Linked DNA regions of Sus scrofa: region 2 is linked to region 1. A link is a contact called in public promoter capture Hi-C data. All regions are on one chromosome and are shown on one strand. The core of a region is the stretch at or near the end of the contact, and the rest is flanking DNA. Distances in the headings are between cores, read along the strand shown. Region 1 holds the start of ACSL4 (acyl-CoA synthetase long-chain family member 4). Region 2 holds the start of AMMECR1 (AMME syndrome candidate gene 1 protein).

Region 1 (7,800 bases), core at 2,156-4,655:
TTCAACTAATTTAAAGGACAGAGAAATATACTGGAATGAAAAGAAATAGTTATCTGAAAAAAGTCATTTCTCCAAGAATGATATTAAATCTAGCTACTATGGCTTTGACCATTTTTGAAAGGAGTAGCTTAGGTTATTATTTATGTTCACAGTGAGATCATCTTTTGTCTAGGTTTCTGATTTCACCAGTTGTTTCAGACACGCCATTGAAGACAATATTTGGCTTGGTTATTGGGTCTGAAAAAAAAATAAGGTCTTATGAATGACAAAGCATAACATCACTTGCCTATGCAAATATTATTATAAAGTCTTGCTGCTTGCAGTTGGACCAAGGGGGAAATTATTATTTTACAAACATGTGAAGTATGTTTAACATGCAAAGGCTTGTTACACAGTCAATGAAGAACAGTTGTTTTCTGCCCTTCCATAAATAACTAATGCCAAGAGCAGCCTGGCTATCTGTTTCGGCTTCTTGTTACAGGAGAGTAAAATGGGCAAGGCCTAAATATCAGTACCTGCTAATAGAGCTGCCCTGAAAAATTCTGTTTGCTTTCAGTTTAATTTCCATGCTTCCAGTGCTCTTTATGTTGTATTTTGAATTGGGCAGTTGCCCTGTACATTTTCCTAACTCTTCTGCATCTTCATATGTTTCTCTCTTCTATTTTGGATCAGACTTGTAGTTCTGGGAAGGCTTTATTACCTAGGAAGCCTGATGTAGTGGCAGGCACCCTGGTCTAGGAGTCAGGAGGACTGTGGTAGGAAATCCAGGCTCTGCTACTAGTTAGTCGTATGCCTAGACAAGTTGTTTTACCTGCATCTGTTTCTCTATCTGTGAAATAGTGATAATAATCCCCTGCCTTCCTGACTAGTAAACAATGGTGCAAATGTTCTTTCTGAAATGTCAGACAGCTGGCTGGGGAAATGTTTGGCTCCTGGGTAGTCGTTCTGGAGGGTTTCTGGCAACAAGAGATTAAGCAAGGTTTGTTTTGACCCTGAAAAAGTGAAAAAAGAGCAGCTAGAAATAGTGTGGAGACACTTGGTTTCCTTTTCGGAGATGGGCTCTTCTAGCCTCTTCACCCTGGGTGTAGTTAACTGGAGAGGAAAAGGTGAGTTATGGTGGGTGCGAGAGGTAGCCAGAATAACAGCATCCTAAGTGATAAAAATGGTGAAAATTCAACTAGTTTCTTGGTCTGATAAATATCTCTTTATATTTATACACATGCTTATACATAGGTATGTATGTAGACCTATTCATACATACAAACAAAAACTGAGAGCCTTAGGCTCTTTCCTTTATACCTTGTAAAGCTGGAGGAACTTTAATAATCCAGCACTGACTCAGTGTTCAGAGGAAACTACCTAATTGAGAAGGTCTGGGCTAAATGACTGCTAGTAAAGAAAAATGGACCAAAGTACTCTTTTATTACATGTTCTTTCTCATCTTAGTCTGATTTATGTGCTACACTGGGTCTGTTCTGTGTCTGTGTTTTATTTATTTATTTATTTATTTATTTATTTATTTATTTCTGTCATTTTTTTTTTTTAGGGCCACACCCATGGCATAGGGAGGTTCCCAGGCTAGGGGTCAAATTGGAAGCTGCAGCTGCCAGCCTATACCACAGCCACGGAAAGGCAGGATCCTAGCCGAATCTGCAACCTACACCACAGCTCAAGGCAATGCCCGGATCCTTAACCCACTGAGCGAGGCCAGTTGATCAAACCTGCGTCCTCTGATGCTAGTCAGATTCGTTTCTGCTGAGCCATGACGGCCCCGCCTGTGTCTGTGTTTTAATTCCACCGCTAGACACCAAGTCTGTTGAGAGCGGGGATGATCATTTTCTTGATTTCATTTGTATTAACCCTGCTGTACATGACAGGGCTCTGTGCACTGTAGGTACTCCGTGAATTACAGAGCTGACAAATGATTACTTATTTCTGGTACTACCACACGATCTCATAAAATAAACATGACAATTAAACTTGTTTGAAGTCCTGAACTTTCTAGGTCACTCTCGATAAAGGAAGTTATATGTCTGCCACAGCAATGTTCATAGGCATATTATATATAAATGGGTGGGCCTGTTGGAAATGGGATGAGTAATCCCACTCAAAGAAGTAACATATAAAGGCTGTAGATTTATGCTCTCCAGTTGTGGGCCTCCAACCACCTATAGTGTCACCTGAGATGCTTAGTGAAGATTCAGACTTCACAGCCCCACTCAGATCCAGGTATCAAAGAATAAGTCTAGCCTGTAATCTGAGGTGGTCTATCCACCCCCCACACATGCAAACACACGTATGTTGTTACCTCCAGTAATTCTATGGGAAAATGGAAAATAGCAAATGAAATGACATGTCCATTCCCAGCAAGAAGAGGAAGCTAGTCCTCCATTATGTATCAAGGAACTGGAAGAATACTGGCGTTTTCTTTCTTGCGGTGATACATTCTTGGCAGTTGGTCGTGGCTCCTTTGCAATTATGGTCTGCCCCTTTTGAAGTCCCAAGACAGTTCGCCAGCATTTTATTTTTAACAACAATTTCTTGAAGGTCTTGGGAACTGTATTTGCAGGACTGGCTCAGAAGCAACGATCAGGGCCAGTAAGATGCCACAGTGCTGCGGTGACTTGTCCTTATCAGTTGTGAGCTCTTTGGCCATTACACCACCGTGGAAATGCAAGGCATAAAGTGAAAAGCCTGCATTCTTGTGATATTTCATAAACGGGGGTGACGGCAGGGGTCTCAACGCAGTGAGAGGCGAGATAAAGCGAAGACAGGCGTGAGCGCGGGCTCGGAGGAGCAGGGTGTCTTAGGCAAAGAAGGTTAAGATCTCTCGCCGAAGGGAGAACAGTCAAGTCCGAAGATGCTTATCTTGAGAGGGCAGGCTGGAAGATGACCCGAGGGCAACTTTCATTACAGGGTGGAGCCCTAAGAAGCGAGCGCAGGTGCGGGCGTGGGCCCGTTCCGCACCTCGCTGAAATCAGATAGGCGCCCGAACCTCCCGAAAACACGCTCCATCACGTTGCCTCGGGACAGGAGCTGGACCCCGCGGCAGAGCCGTTAGCCGGCTCGGCTCCCCCGCCGCACCCCCCTCCATCGCCCCCCTCCATCTCCCCCCGGCAGCCGCTAGCGACCAGCTCGGGGCTCCTCCTTTTCGGCTGACGTCGGGGCGAGCGGAGGCGGGAGCGTGGGTGGGCCGAGCGGGCCGTCGCCCGCGATTCGGCCGGCTGTGCCACACCACCGCGCGCCCCCGCTCCGCCCGCCCCTCCGGGCGCGTCTTTTCCGGGCCCGCGCCTCGCCGCGCCTCGCCCCGCCTCCGCCGGCCCTCCGGGTGCGCGCGCGCCGCTGCGGCTTTTTCTCCGGCCTCCGCGGCGCGCCCCTCCTCGAACCAGCGCTAGCGGGCACGCGGCTCCTTTCCGCCAGCTTCCCGAGTGCCCAGCGCCTGCCGGCTGCGAAGACGCCGTGGGCAGCGCCTCTGGTGAGTAACTGCAGCCCGCGAGGCTCCGGCCCCGGCACCTCTGTCCTCTGGCTGTGGCGGGGCCCCCGCTCTGGCCGTGCCACCGTCCCACACCTGAGCCCAGAAGAGGTTGAGGGGACGTTCCTGTTCCCGGAATCCGCTGGCTTGCTTCTTGAGCCCGCCCCCCTCGTCCGGGAAGATCCCTAAGTCCCGGTATCATCTCCTTTGCTGAGGTCTGGGGTCCTCGAGACCCTGGCTTGCCTCTACCTGCCGATCGCTGCCCTTCGAGGGGCAAAAGCATCTTCCTGATCGGGGTGCTAGGCTTTGCCGTGACCCTTTCCGAAGGAGCACATCAGCGACTCGCCAGACCTCCAAACGACCTTTAGGGCGCCCCTGGACCTCAGCTCCATTTTGTCCCCTTCCAGTCGCTGTCTGTCTGGGAGCTAGGGGGTCTCTCTGGCCCTGGAAGCATCCGCCCTTTGAATTTGAGGGATGCCCTAGGTTCCGATATCCTCTCAGCTTCCGGATCTTTAGGTGTGTTAGAAAACGGCTGGTTTCTAGCAGAAGCGGGCTCTTATTTTTTCCTGTTCTACCTATCTACATCCCTGTCCTCCGTGGGTGCTGTATATTTAACATTAGCTTTATTCACTTCCTCTTCCTCTCATTCGAGGGCCCTACAGAAAGAACTGTGGGTGATGTCTATCGCACAGAGGAAAATCGAGGAGAATATGATTCATTGCCTAACCCCCATTAAGGGGTTACATATTTTAAATAAGACGTCATTTCTCCTCTTGACTCCAGCATCTCCTCCTTCAAAAGGCATTTTTTTTTCACCCTCTTGAAATGACTTTGCCCTAAATCGCTCTTCACCTTAAAAAAAAAAAAAATCAATCATCGCTCTGAGAAACAACGGGGAGATGGAGAATAAGGACGAAATGGCATTTAAATGAATCTCTTTGAAAAAGCAAGCCATCTGCTTCATTGGTTAATGGTTTAATCAGCGCCTCAGTTTCCTCATTTACAAAAATGAGGATGTTGGAATGAGGGTTCCTTCTTGGGTTCTGATTTTAGGACCTCTAAATTCGCTCTTAGTAACATGTTGCTGCATAACAGAGATTGAACCTGATGAAATCCTCGTGTCTTGGTAGTTGCTTGTCACTTTAGTTTTTCTTTTGTATTGCCTCTGACTAATAGTTTTAACTGTTATTGGTACAGAAGGCTGTAAGGGGAGATTCAATGTCTGTACTGTCAATGAGCATATCAAAGATTTTAATAGTCTAAGGCCTCTTCCTTGAATTGTAAAATAGCGATGAAACCCGCTAAAAGGTGAGACCTGTAAGACTCCTCTAAGAATTAACACTCTCTCTGCCATTCAGGTGGAGGATGAAACATTAAACTGTTGGTCTACTGGCAACATAGAATGAAGTACCTTATTGTTCTGGTAGGAGAAGTGATTTGACCCTTACAAATCCACGGAAGGTTTACGCAACAATGGAAATCTTGATTACATTGGTTCCCCCCCCCCAAAAAAAAAAACCCCTACTTTAAAAAGAAGTGATTCAGATTAAGATTTTTGTTGAAGTGTTTTTTGGGGGGTTGGGGTGGGATGGGTGGAGAAAGGAGAGGCTTGCCCAGTTGAGTGGAGAAGAGAAATGAATTGGGACCCTGGAGGGGCTCTGGTTCCAGTTCCAGCACTAATTCATTATATCACCTTGGACAAGTCACTTTTCCTCTCTTCAATTTAGCTTCTGTAAAAGAGTCTTGATGTTGGTAGAACGACCCATAAAAGTCCACCAATTTGAAATATATATAAAATGCAATTTGCATTTTAAGACTGTGCCATAAATCCTTAGTTGAAGTTAAGGCAAATCCTTAGTTGTTTAGGACGTTTTTCTCTAGCATAGATCTGCATGTACTAGTTCCAGTCTACATATGCAGAATTCTTAACTCATCCTTATCAAGTGAATTACTGTAGGTGGAAATCTAGAAATTGGGGAGCATTTTATAGAAGCCAGGTATTGTTAACCTAGGCTTGCAAGTGAATTGTGTACAATACCACGCTTTATTTATTTTTAAATGTTCAAGGCTTTTAAGAAATTTGTACAGAAATGTATACATACTATCTTGTGACTGTAATTGGCTAGGCATTTGAATATGCAGGCATCTCATTCACTCATTCATTTGTTCGTTCATTCAACTTAACTCCTTCCTCCATCTGTTGCTGATTTCGTGCCAGGCCACTCGGATATGATGGTTAAGAAGACAATCCTTACCCTACAGAGTTTAATTTCATAGTCCAGGATGGTGGTGATGGTGGTGGGGGTTGTGGAGAGACAGTTTGTATGTCAGTTTATTATTTTTTTTATTAGCAATGACAATCAAATCAGGGAAATAAAATCCTGGGGAAGTTAAATCTCCACAGGGGAGGAGGAGATGATTTTATTAATTATAGCCTGTAGACTGTCTTCTTGGCATTACCCCCCTTTTTTTTCTTTCCTTGACTTTCGGTTACTGAAGCTTTAGCAAAAAGAAAAGCTTTTATTTTTCACTCTTGCCACTGGCTGGTTTTATATCCTCTTTCTTTCTAACTGTTTAAGATAGTTTTAGATTCTCATAAAATTGTTATACACACACACACACACACACACACACACACCCTTTCCTTTTCTCTACTGGTAACATCTGGCATAATTGTAGCAGAATATCATGAGGAAATTGAAATACATTCCCTCCACCTGAATCAGACTTCCCCAGTTTTACATGCACTCATCTGTGTGTGTGTATGTAGTTCTAGGCAGTGTTATCACATGTGTAAATTCCTATAACCAGCACCATAGTCAACATACCGAACAGTTTCATGATGCCAAAGATCTCTAATGTTGCCCTTTTAGAGCCAAGACATCTCCCTCCCTCTCTGACCCCTGGCAGCCACTGACCTGTTTTCCATGCCTATAATTTTACCATTTCATGAACACTGTATACATGAAATCCTACCACATGCAATCATTCAAGATTGGCCTTTTTTTTTTTTTTCTTCACTCAGTGTAATTCCCTGGAGATTCATGCAGCGAATGTGTCTTGTATCAACAGTTAGTTCCTTTTCATTCCTGAGTAGTATTCCATGGTATGGATGTATCCCTGGAGATTCATGCAGCGAATGTGTCTTGTATCAACAGTTAGTTCCTTTTCATTCCTGAGTAGTATTCCATGGTATGGATGTATTATAGGCATCTGGCTATTTCCTGTAGTTTTTTTAACCTATTATGAATAAAGCCCCTATGAATAATTGTGTACTGGTTTTTATATGGACATAAATTTTCATTTCTCTGGGATAAATACCCAAGAGTGCAATTGCTGGTTGTATGGTAACTGCGTGTTTAGATTTATAAGGAACTGCTGAACTGTTTTCCAGAGTGGCTGTGCCTTTTGACATGCCCCCCAGCAGTGCATGAGTGGTCATCATCCTTGCCAACACTTAGTGTTATCACTGTTTTTTATTTTAGTCATCCTGATAGATGAGTGTGTAGTGTTAACTTGCCATAGTTTTAATTTGCATCTGCCTGATGGCTAGTGATGCTGAACACCTTTTCATGTGCTTATCTGCCTTCTCTGTATCCTTATCTGTGAAATGTGTTTGTTCACGTCTTTTGTCCATTTTATAGTTGGACTTTTTTTTTTTTTTTTTTTTTTTAACTGTCGAGTCCTGAGAAGTCTTTATTCTCAGTACTTGCACTTGGTTGGCCACGTGGTTTGTAGATATCTTCTCCTAGCCGGTAGCTTGTCTTTTTGTCCTCTTCTTACGTTTTGTTTCACAGAACAGAAGTCTTTAATTTTGATGTGGTCCAGTTTGTCAGTTTTTCCTTTCATGGGTCATGGCTTTCGTGTCAGGGGGTCTTATGGACCATTGTCATGTAATGTTACACCTTGCTGTTCTGTATAAGATCCAGTATTTCTGTAAGCAGGGTGAACATTTTTTTTTTTCCTTGAGCAGCTTTGGAGCTCAGGTGTAGTCTGGGAATAAGTGGCCTTGATGGCTTAGAGTGGGGATACATGCTCATATGTCCTCTCACCATGTGAAAATGGCTGCCATCCTTTTGTGCCTTAAAAAGTACCATTTCTGCCTTACCAGGCAGTCAAATGTAACATTAAAGTGAATATTTTAAAATTAAGAAGACACGTCATATGCCAAGGAGATTTTTGGTTTCACTTTCTAAATTTAAAATATGTTGGCAAAACTGTATAGTTTTAAATCAACATTTCTGGTAAGCAATCCAAAGGAAAAAAATTTGTGTTCTCATTTAAATGTTCTTTGAATTAGACTTACGCATTTGACGTAGTGAAGTTGC
Region 2 (7,800 bases), core at 3,659-6,158, 580 kb before region 1:
AGGGGGCTAGAGAATCACTGGGAACTGAGGTAGGGATCTCGGGCAGTAGTAAGTAAGGAGAGATGGTTGAGCTTCCTGACCCAACCACTGTGCATTGCCCTCAGTGAGAGAATAAGCCATAAACTATGGACATATAAACAGTGAGCTAGACTTCAGCTAGGATCCAGCAGAGATTATGGAACTCACTGCCTTGAGTGATTTTGAACTTTATTTTATTTTTTGCTTTTTTAAGGGCCGCACCCACGGCATATGGAGGTTCCCAGGCTAGGGGTCGAATCGGAGCTGGAGCTGCTGGCCATAGCCACAGCCAGAGCAATGCCAGATCCGAGGCGTGTCTGTGACCTACAACACAGCTCACGGCAACACCAGATCCTTAACTCACTGAGCGAGGCCAGGGGTCAAACCCGCATCCTCATGGATACGAGTCGCGTTCATTGCCACTGAGTCACAACGGGAACTCTTGAATTTGAACTTTAAATCAAATATTTGTACAAAAGACATTTTTAATTCAAAACACATTTTTATATTTTTAATTGACAATCTAGCTCTGTCCAACCTGTGCCTCCAGGCAACTGGAATCAGTGCTCTAGAAAGCAACTATATGTTTATAATTAAATTTGGAAACACACTTGCTGTATACACATTTTCTCACCCCATTAGATGAGTAGAGAATAGTAGATGAAATCTTTAAGGAAAAGAGAAAAGAGGGAAATAGTTACGTAAAGATTCTTCAAACTATAGTAGACATCTTCATGTTTTGGTTGCTCACAACTCCTTTAACTGCCCCAAATAATACTTGTTTTGATCAAGCTCTCCCTAAAAAAGCTTTCCTTTCCAAACCACAACTAGTTAGCTTTGTTCATTCTTCAATATTCCGTATAGATATTAGCATATCCAAATCTCATTCAGGCGTTAATACGCTTTGTCTCAAGGAAATCGGTAGTAAAATAACATTCAATTAGTTTGCACTACAGTTGACAATAGAAGATATACATGAAACAACTAAGAAAGAGTCAAAAGTGGGCCATGGTCCTTTGGGTCATTAATGTGTTCATTAGATAAAGAAAGGTTTCAGGAGGGAAGGATCTGATACGTAATCAAAAAAACAATCGCTGATTTATCCATTCAAATTGAAAAGTAGGTAAAGAATTCCAGTCTTCAGTCACATATTCATTCAAATATAAAAGGGATCTGATAACTACCTCCGCCACCGCAACCATGTGTCATATGTGTACAAGGTTAGATCAAAGTGGTAGCTAATAATATTACATTCTGCAGTTGTTCAAGGATGACAGTTGAGAAAGTTTGATGACAGAGGATAAAAATAACACTTGTTTGGGCATAAATGGCAGGGTTTTTTTCATTGAACTATGTGAACGCTCCTCATCTCACCCACACTGCCAGAAACCGAAGAAAATAATTTAGCAATATTAAAGTGTTCACTACTCACCACGTTACCATTATTCCTTTTTTTCTGAGATGAAAAATAACTATATTGTAAACATGAGAATAAATCGAGGTAGTGATAAAATCATCAGTAACTATTGGGTTTAATTAAATTTCCAGTTTTACCACGTAATAAATACAGTGCATAACCTTTGTTCGAGTAGTTTTTCACAGTTGTGTCACAAAGCATTTGACAAGAGTTAGTTAATAGCCATTTAGAGGCAGATGTAGAAGCAGCAATGCTTACAGTCTGAATGTGTTTTGTGGACACGCTAAGGCTTGTTTACTTTCTTTATTTAAAGGAAACATGGAATCTTTAGCTCCCAGCTTGACAGTCAGTTACAAAAAGCAGAAGGCACCTTAACGTTACCTCTGGAGGATATTATCATTGCACTCCAGCATCACGGGCCGGTAGAAACATATGCACTCTATCATACTGTGGCCTTTACTCTTCAAGAGAATCCTGAGCAAGGTCAATATCCCCATCCATTGTGCACTTTGGGTAGACACACACACAAAAGTTTTTCTCACAGAATTTGACCTGTGGATTTTATTTGAGTGACATATGTTTGTTTCTATGGCGGTGACTTTGCAAGAAAGCAAGGTCAGGAGAGGTATTTCCTCAAAGGCTAAAAGGAGGCATTACCACCACCATCACGACTTGCCAAGGGATTTGCAAAGCATCTTGAGGCTCAAGGTTAGTATGGGAGATGAGCCAGGCTCAGGAGAAGTTAGCACAGAGAAAAACAGTGTGTTTTCCCCCCCTTTTAGCGGCCAATTCAAGAAAGTACTTCGGATAGTAACACCTAGCGGTTAGATAATGATGTAGTTTCTGCAATGATCTTGTTTGGATTTGTCTGTTTCTTTTATGCCTATGAAGTTTGGAATTGGAACTTAAACTCCTTGGGGGAAAAGCTATATTTGTAATTCAGCTTGTCTTCGGGTTTCCCACTGCCCTAGCCTGGTCCGATAGGTGTGATCGTGCTTGGTCTTTTAGATGAAATACAGAACTAAGGACATGACTACTGGTGCTTATTAAAGATTCCTTGCTATTTTCACAAGAGTAGGGGCGTTAGACTCTTGTCCACTGGCCAAATTCTAAATCGGGAGATTACACTCTACTTTCCTAAATTCCCCTAGCAGAAGCAGCCATCCATGGTATCCTCCTTTGCTTCCTGTACAAAATTGTTGCGTGATGTCATTAAATGGCACTGCTCTTCAACTCTACAAGTGATCACATCTTAGTGGAGTGGTGAATAAATTGGTACCTATTGTCTGATACTGTATTTGACCTAGTTTCAAACAAATTAAAAGGTAGGCACTGATAGTTACGGATAAAATACAAAACAAAGCCCAACACCCTAACAGTGTACAAGTGGTTGTGGAGCATTTTTTAAAAAAATCTGCTTTCTATTCTGCAACATAGACAAACGAATTAATGCCTTTTAAAAAATTCCACTCGTGGTTGACAACGAATTGCTGTTTTGCCTCAAATAGGAGGATAGCTTAACAGGAATGATGAAGCTTGAGAGGATGAGATCTCATATCACAAACCAGTCAAACCATCCCTTTGGTCTTTAGGTTGTATCTAATCATCCTAGACAATTGATCTACTTCATAAAGTCTCTCTTTAAGAAGAGTCTTCATCTTCCCTTGGTAACATATTTCAGTGTTTCTCAGTCTTTCCATAAAAATTAAGTTGTTATTATTGTGTCAACATCCTTTATCCATTGCTAACCTTCTATCATATATTGGTACTGAGAGGCAGTGGAACACAAGGGCAGAGGTGACTGAGTTCAAATTCGGACTCTTGTCTTGGTTTTTGGAGCAGACATGACTGAGTTCAAATTTAGACTCTTGTCTTTTTCTACCTGTGTGATGGGGACAGGTAACTACTGAGGTTCAATTTCCTCATCTGTAAATGGGAAACCTCAGAGTTACTGTAAAGATCAGATGAGAAGGGTTATTTGAAGGGTTATGGGTTAAGGGGAGACATGATGCTTGGCATCCAAAAAGTAGGCAACGGAGGATCTGACTTAATTCATAAACTCTTTGACAGTAGGAAGCATACTTCCTGAATTTTTAAAATAAGTACAGTGTTGTGCACATACTAAGGCACAGAGGCTCAATAGCTGTTGGATGAATAAACTCACCCTCCCTCCCCAATTAACAGCCCTAAGCTATTTGCAAGATAACACACATGTAGTTCAAAGGTGATAAAATTCATCAATCCTCTGATGCCTCCAAATATGCAAATATATCTGTCACTTTGTCTAGATGTTTTGGCATGGTGTAGACGCGACCAAAAAAAAAAAAAAAAAAAAAAAAACCTTACACTTTCTGTTTCTATCAGGTTCATTTCTATAAATTTTAACACTTGATTATTGTTTTGGGTGCCCAGAATGAGACTGACTCAATCATCCACCCCATCCATCCAAGCATTCTTTGAGACATTTTTAAAATGAATACTATCTAATTATATGCCTGAGCAAAATCTTTCAACTTGTGGCTAAGTATACTACCTGCCCTATTTACGCGTAAATTCTATGCTGACTACACATATATTCCTAATTTGCTTTGTTCCCAAGCCAACCCCCCCTCCCCCAATAATCCACCGCCGCAAGTTGCAAGTTCCAGAGCACAATTTACATCTTTGAGGCAGTGAGGTGTTAGTTAGGACTTTATTTTTTGCTTTTTTTCTTCACGGGGCTAGGAGGGCAGATTGAAGAACTGGCAGAGGATATATAGATTCAATCGGGCTTGATTACTTGTCGGTAAGGAAACGAAAGAGCATTGCTCTCTTACCTAATTTTGGAAAAACCCGGGTGCGTGCTCAGATTGAGCCACTGCAGTGTGGTCATTTCCCCGACTGCTTTGTACAGTCTTTATAGGGGCGATCTCAGGTGTGGAACTCTGAGCACCTGCTTGCTCACATTCCGGCAGTTCAGAACCCAGCGTATTTGAGGCCGGTGGCTCAGGTTCCACGTAACTCGGCTCAAGTGTCACTAACACTATGTGCAGCGCGGGTCATCGAGCTGTGCTTTGGGACTTGGCTACTTACTTCGGACCTGTTTCTTTCTCCCACCTCCCCTTCCACTAGTTTCCCTTCTCCTCCTCCCTCCCCGGACGTCCCCACTTCTTCCCTTTGGTCCCACTCTTCGCTTTCTCCTTCTCCTTTCCTTCTCCCTCCTTAGTACTGGGCTTCGAGTCTTTCATCCTCCCAGGGCCGCGGGGCGAAAGGCTGAGGCTCGGCTCGGAAGAGGAGGAGGAGGCGCGAGGCCGGCGGGACAGGCGCGAGGTGCCGAGTCGCGAAAGCGCGGGGCGCGCGCCAGGGCGGGGGCGCGCGCGGGCTGGCCGCGTGGCCGGGCGGCCCGGGCCGGGGAGCGGCGCGCGCGCGCGTGGCCCGCGAGCCCCTGGCGCGCCCCCGGCGGCCGGGGCCGCAGCGTGCTCGCCCCCGCCGCCAGCTCGCCTCACTTATGGGTCGGAAGCGCTGCGTGGGGGAGACTGTTCCAAGATGGCGGCGGGTTGCTGCGGGGTGAAGAAGCAGAAACTGTCCAGTTCGCCCCCCTCTGGCTCGGGTGGCGGTGGTGGCGCCTCCTCCTCCTCCCACTGCAGCGGAGAGAGCCACTGCCGAGCCGGGGAGCTGGGACTAGGAGGCGCCGGTACGCGGCTCAACGGGCTAGGAGGTCTAGCCGGAGGAGGTAGCGGCAGCGGCTGTACCCTCTCTCCCCCCCAGGGCTGCGGCGGCGGCGGCGGGGGGATCTCCCTGTCGCCACCTCCGAGCTGCGGAGTGGGGACCCTACTTTCTACCCCGGCCGCCGCCACCTCTCCCTCGTCCTCCTTGTCCGCCGCCTCGTCCTCATCGCCCGGCTCCCGGAAGATGGTGGTGTCAGCGGAGATGTGCTGCTTTTGCTTCGATGTGCTCTACTGTCACCTGTACGGATACCAGCAGCCCCGGACCCCCCGGTTCACCAACGAGCCCTAGTGAGTACCGTGCCCTCCGCCGCCCTCTCCCTTGCGCTCGGGATGGGGCTCAGAGTTGAGGGAAAGTACGAGTCCGCCTCCCCGCCGGCCGCTGCCCCGGGTCCCCGAAGCCACTCGCCCCGAGTAAGGGCACCGCGCGCTTTCTGCCCTCCGAGGCAAGCGCCCCACACTTGGAGCGGGGTGCTGCCGCAAGGAATGGCTCGCTGGCTCCCCGAGGTGTTCGCTTTCTCTTTGAGATAACTTCGAGGAGTTGTGACCCTCTCCTCCTCTCCTTCGCCACCCCGCGTCCCATTGCCCCGGTTTGGGAGATCTGGATCCCACAAGGTGTTGATCTCTCCGCCCTCGGGTTTCCTTTACCCCCTGTGAGCGCCCCGCCGGTATTCCCGCCCCTCGTACCTTGCACATGGAGAGTTACTATCCCATTGCAGTGTGAAAAATAGCAACTATCCAACTTCTGCTAGTGATGGAACTTAGCTCCGGAGCCTAGGAGGTTACCCATCTTTTTCCTTTGGGTTTCCTTGTGTCCTGGGGAGGGAGGAGGGTTTTTCAGAAATACATTTTCCCTTAGTACCTATTTTTATCCGAACATACCCATTAAAATGTGTTTCTAGTGAAGCGCACCGCCGGCTCTCTCATTTAGAGTGAGACTTTTTTTTTTTTTTCATTCCACCGTTTGTGTAACAGCTCATTCAAAGAGAGCTGTCCTCATAGAGCCACTGTCAGTTTGTACATTAAGCGTGCATTCGCTTTTGTGTCGATTTCACTTTGTAGAAATTCATGTTAGGCTCGTCGACTCGAGAAATAGTTTAACAGTAAGTGTGTAGGAATTTTTATGGTTTCCTTCGGTTTTGTACTTGTAGTTTTTTTACCCTTCACGCGTGTGGTTGAAATTGTTTAAAATAACATTGTTACAGTTAAAAGCCAGGTTAATTCTAACCCCTGTCCATTTGGATGTGTGGGAGATGGGGCATATGATTTTTTTAAAATGTGTAAACTGAGTGTAAACTGACTTTTTGAGCTAAATGCTAGACAGAATGTAAAACCCAAGCAAGGGCAGAATGACAAAGAGGGTGATTGTTTTTATTATGAGTACTTAGCATCAACAGGAAAAAAAAATAATAGAGAAAAATTTCAGTGAAACTTATACTGAAGAGTATCGGCCCTTTTTCTACCTAAGACAAGTGCCCCTTGTCCCCATATCATAAATACCTGAATTGATGTTCTTTTTAAACTGCTTCTTTTCATTTTGTGAGATTAGGGGATTAGGCTACAACTGGATACATATAAACACTTCTGCCTAGACTAAAAATATTCAATCAGTATGTAAAGTGGAAATTGCAATAAAGTGTCCTGGAAATTGTAAATCTGTTTTGTTTGTTTTCTTTGGCTTTGATGCTTGAAACATATTTAATTTTGTATTTTTGCCACTCTTCTGTGGTTTGTGCATTTTCTTTCAGGACTTGGTTCCTCTTTGGGCATTGGTTCATAAGAAACGCATGAAACAGCATACAGGCTGACACTTTGTCAAGTAAATATCTTGATAACTTTCTTAGTTTTAATTCTAGACGCTTAAATCCTAAACCCACACCTGTACTTAGCCAATTTGTTTTTTGGTTAAGAAGTAGAATTCGTTTTGAAAAAAACTGCCATGTTAAAAAAAAATCTATGAAATATTTATTAGGTTGAGTCACTTATTTGTGACTTTTCTGCTTTCTCTTGGATGTCTATGATGTATTAAAGCAAGTCCGGGGGTGATAAATAGGTTGGCTCAGCAAAGTCATGGGACTGCAGAAATTCACTCCTGTTCAGTTACATGAGTTTGGCAAAGACTGTTTTACTATTCACGCTCCATTGCTCCAAAGCATATGTGAACACACTTTCAGGAGGTGCTATTTTCACACATATTAAAGTGACTTTGGGTTAACTGAATGACTGTAACAAGAATTTTAAAAGGAAAGTGAGCTTGACCAGTTCATACAGAAAATGCTTTTGAAAATGTCATTCACAGGGACTACTTTGCACAGGTATTTATTTAGGTATTGTTTCTCTTCTAATACCTCATCCATTGGATTTCTTTTTCATGGAATTAAACAGAAAAAAATAAGGCACCCAATTAACCACTATGGTTATGTCGAAAGGATGGTGGAAGAATAATAACTATTATCATTTAGCAGGCCTTGGCTGTGTCGTGTATTCTACCAAACAACGAATTTAGAAGAGACACTGAACATGACCAAGGGAAGAATGAAAGTTCACTTAAGTGGAAAGAGGACTGCATCTTATTTTCATTTATCTTAAAGTCATTTTTTTTTTTTTGAGATGGACTGTGGAAAAATTCAGGAAAACTTGTTAAAAGCAGTATTTGATTAT

Evidence for each region. Promoter capture Hi-C pulls out the DNA fragments that hold promoters and counts their contacts.
Region 2: a contact with region 1 is called in a promoter capture Hi-C map of liver, with 4 times the contacts expected there. The contact joins the promoter of AMMECR1 here to the promoter of ACSL4 in region 1. A contact is called at or near these places in 1 of 5 promoter capture datasets (liver) and 1 of 2 datasets of contacts at active chromatin or transcription factors (alveolar macrophages).

The regions. Positions count from the first base shown.
Region 1 is chrX:89,833,213-89,841,012 of Sscrofa11.1, reverse strand. ACSL4 (acyl-CoA synthetase long-chain family member 4) reads left to right here and starts at 3,405. Exons shown (of 16, transcript NM_001038694.1): 1 at 3,405-3,475.
Region 2 is chrX:90,417,315-90,425,114 of Sscrofa11.1, reverse strand. AMMECR1 (AMME syndrome candidate gene 1 protein) reads left to right here and starts at 4,908. Exons shown (of 6, transcript XM_003135311.6): 1 at 4,908-5,430. The coding sequence starts at 4,961.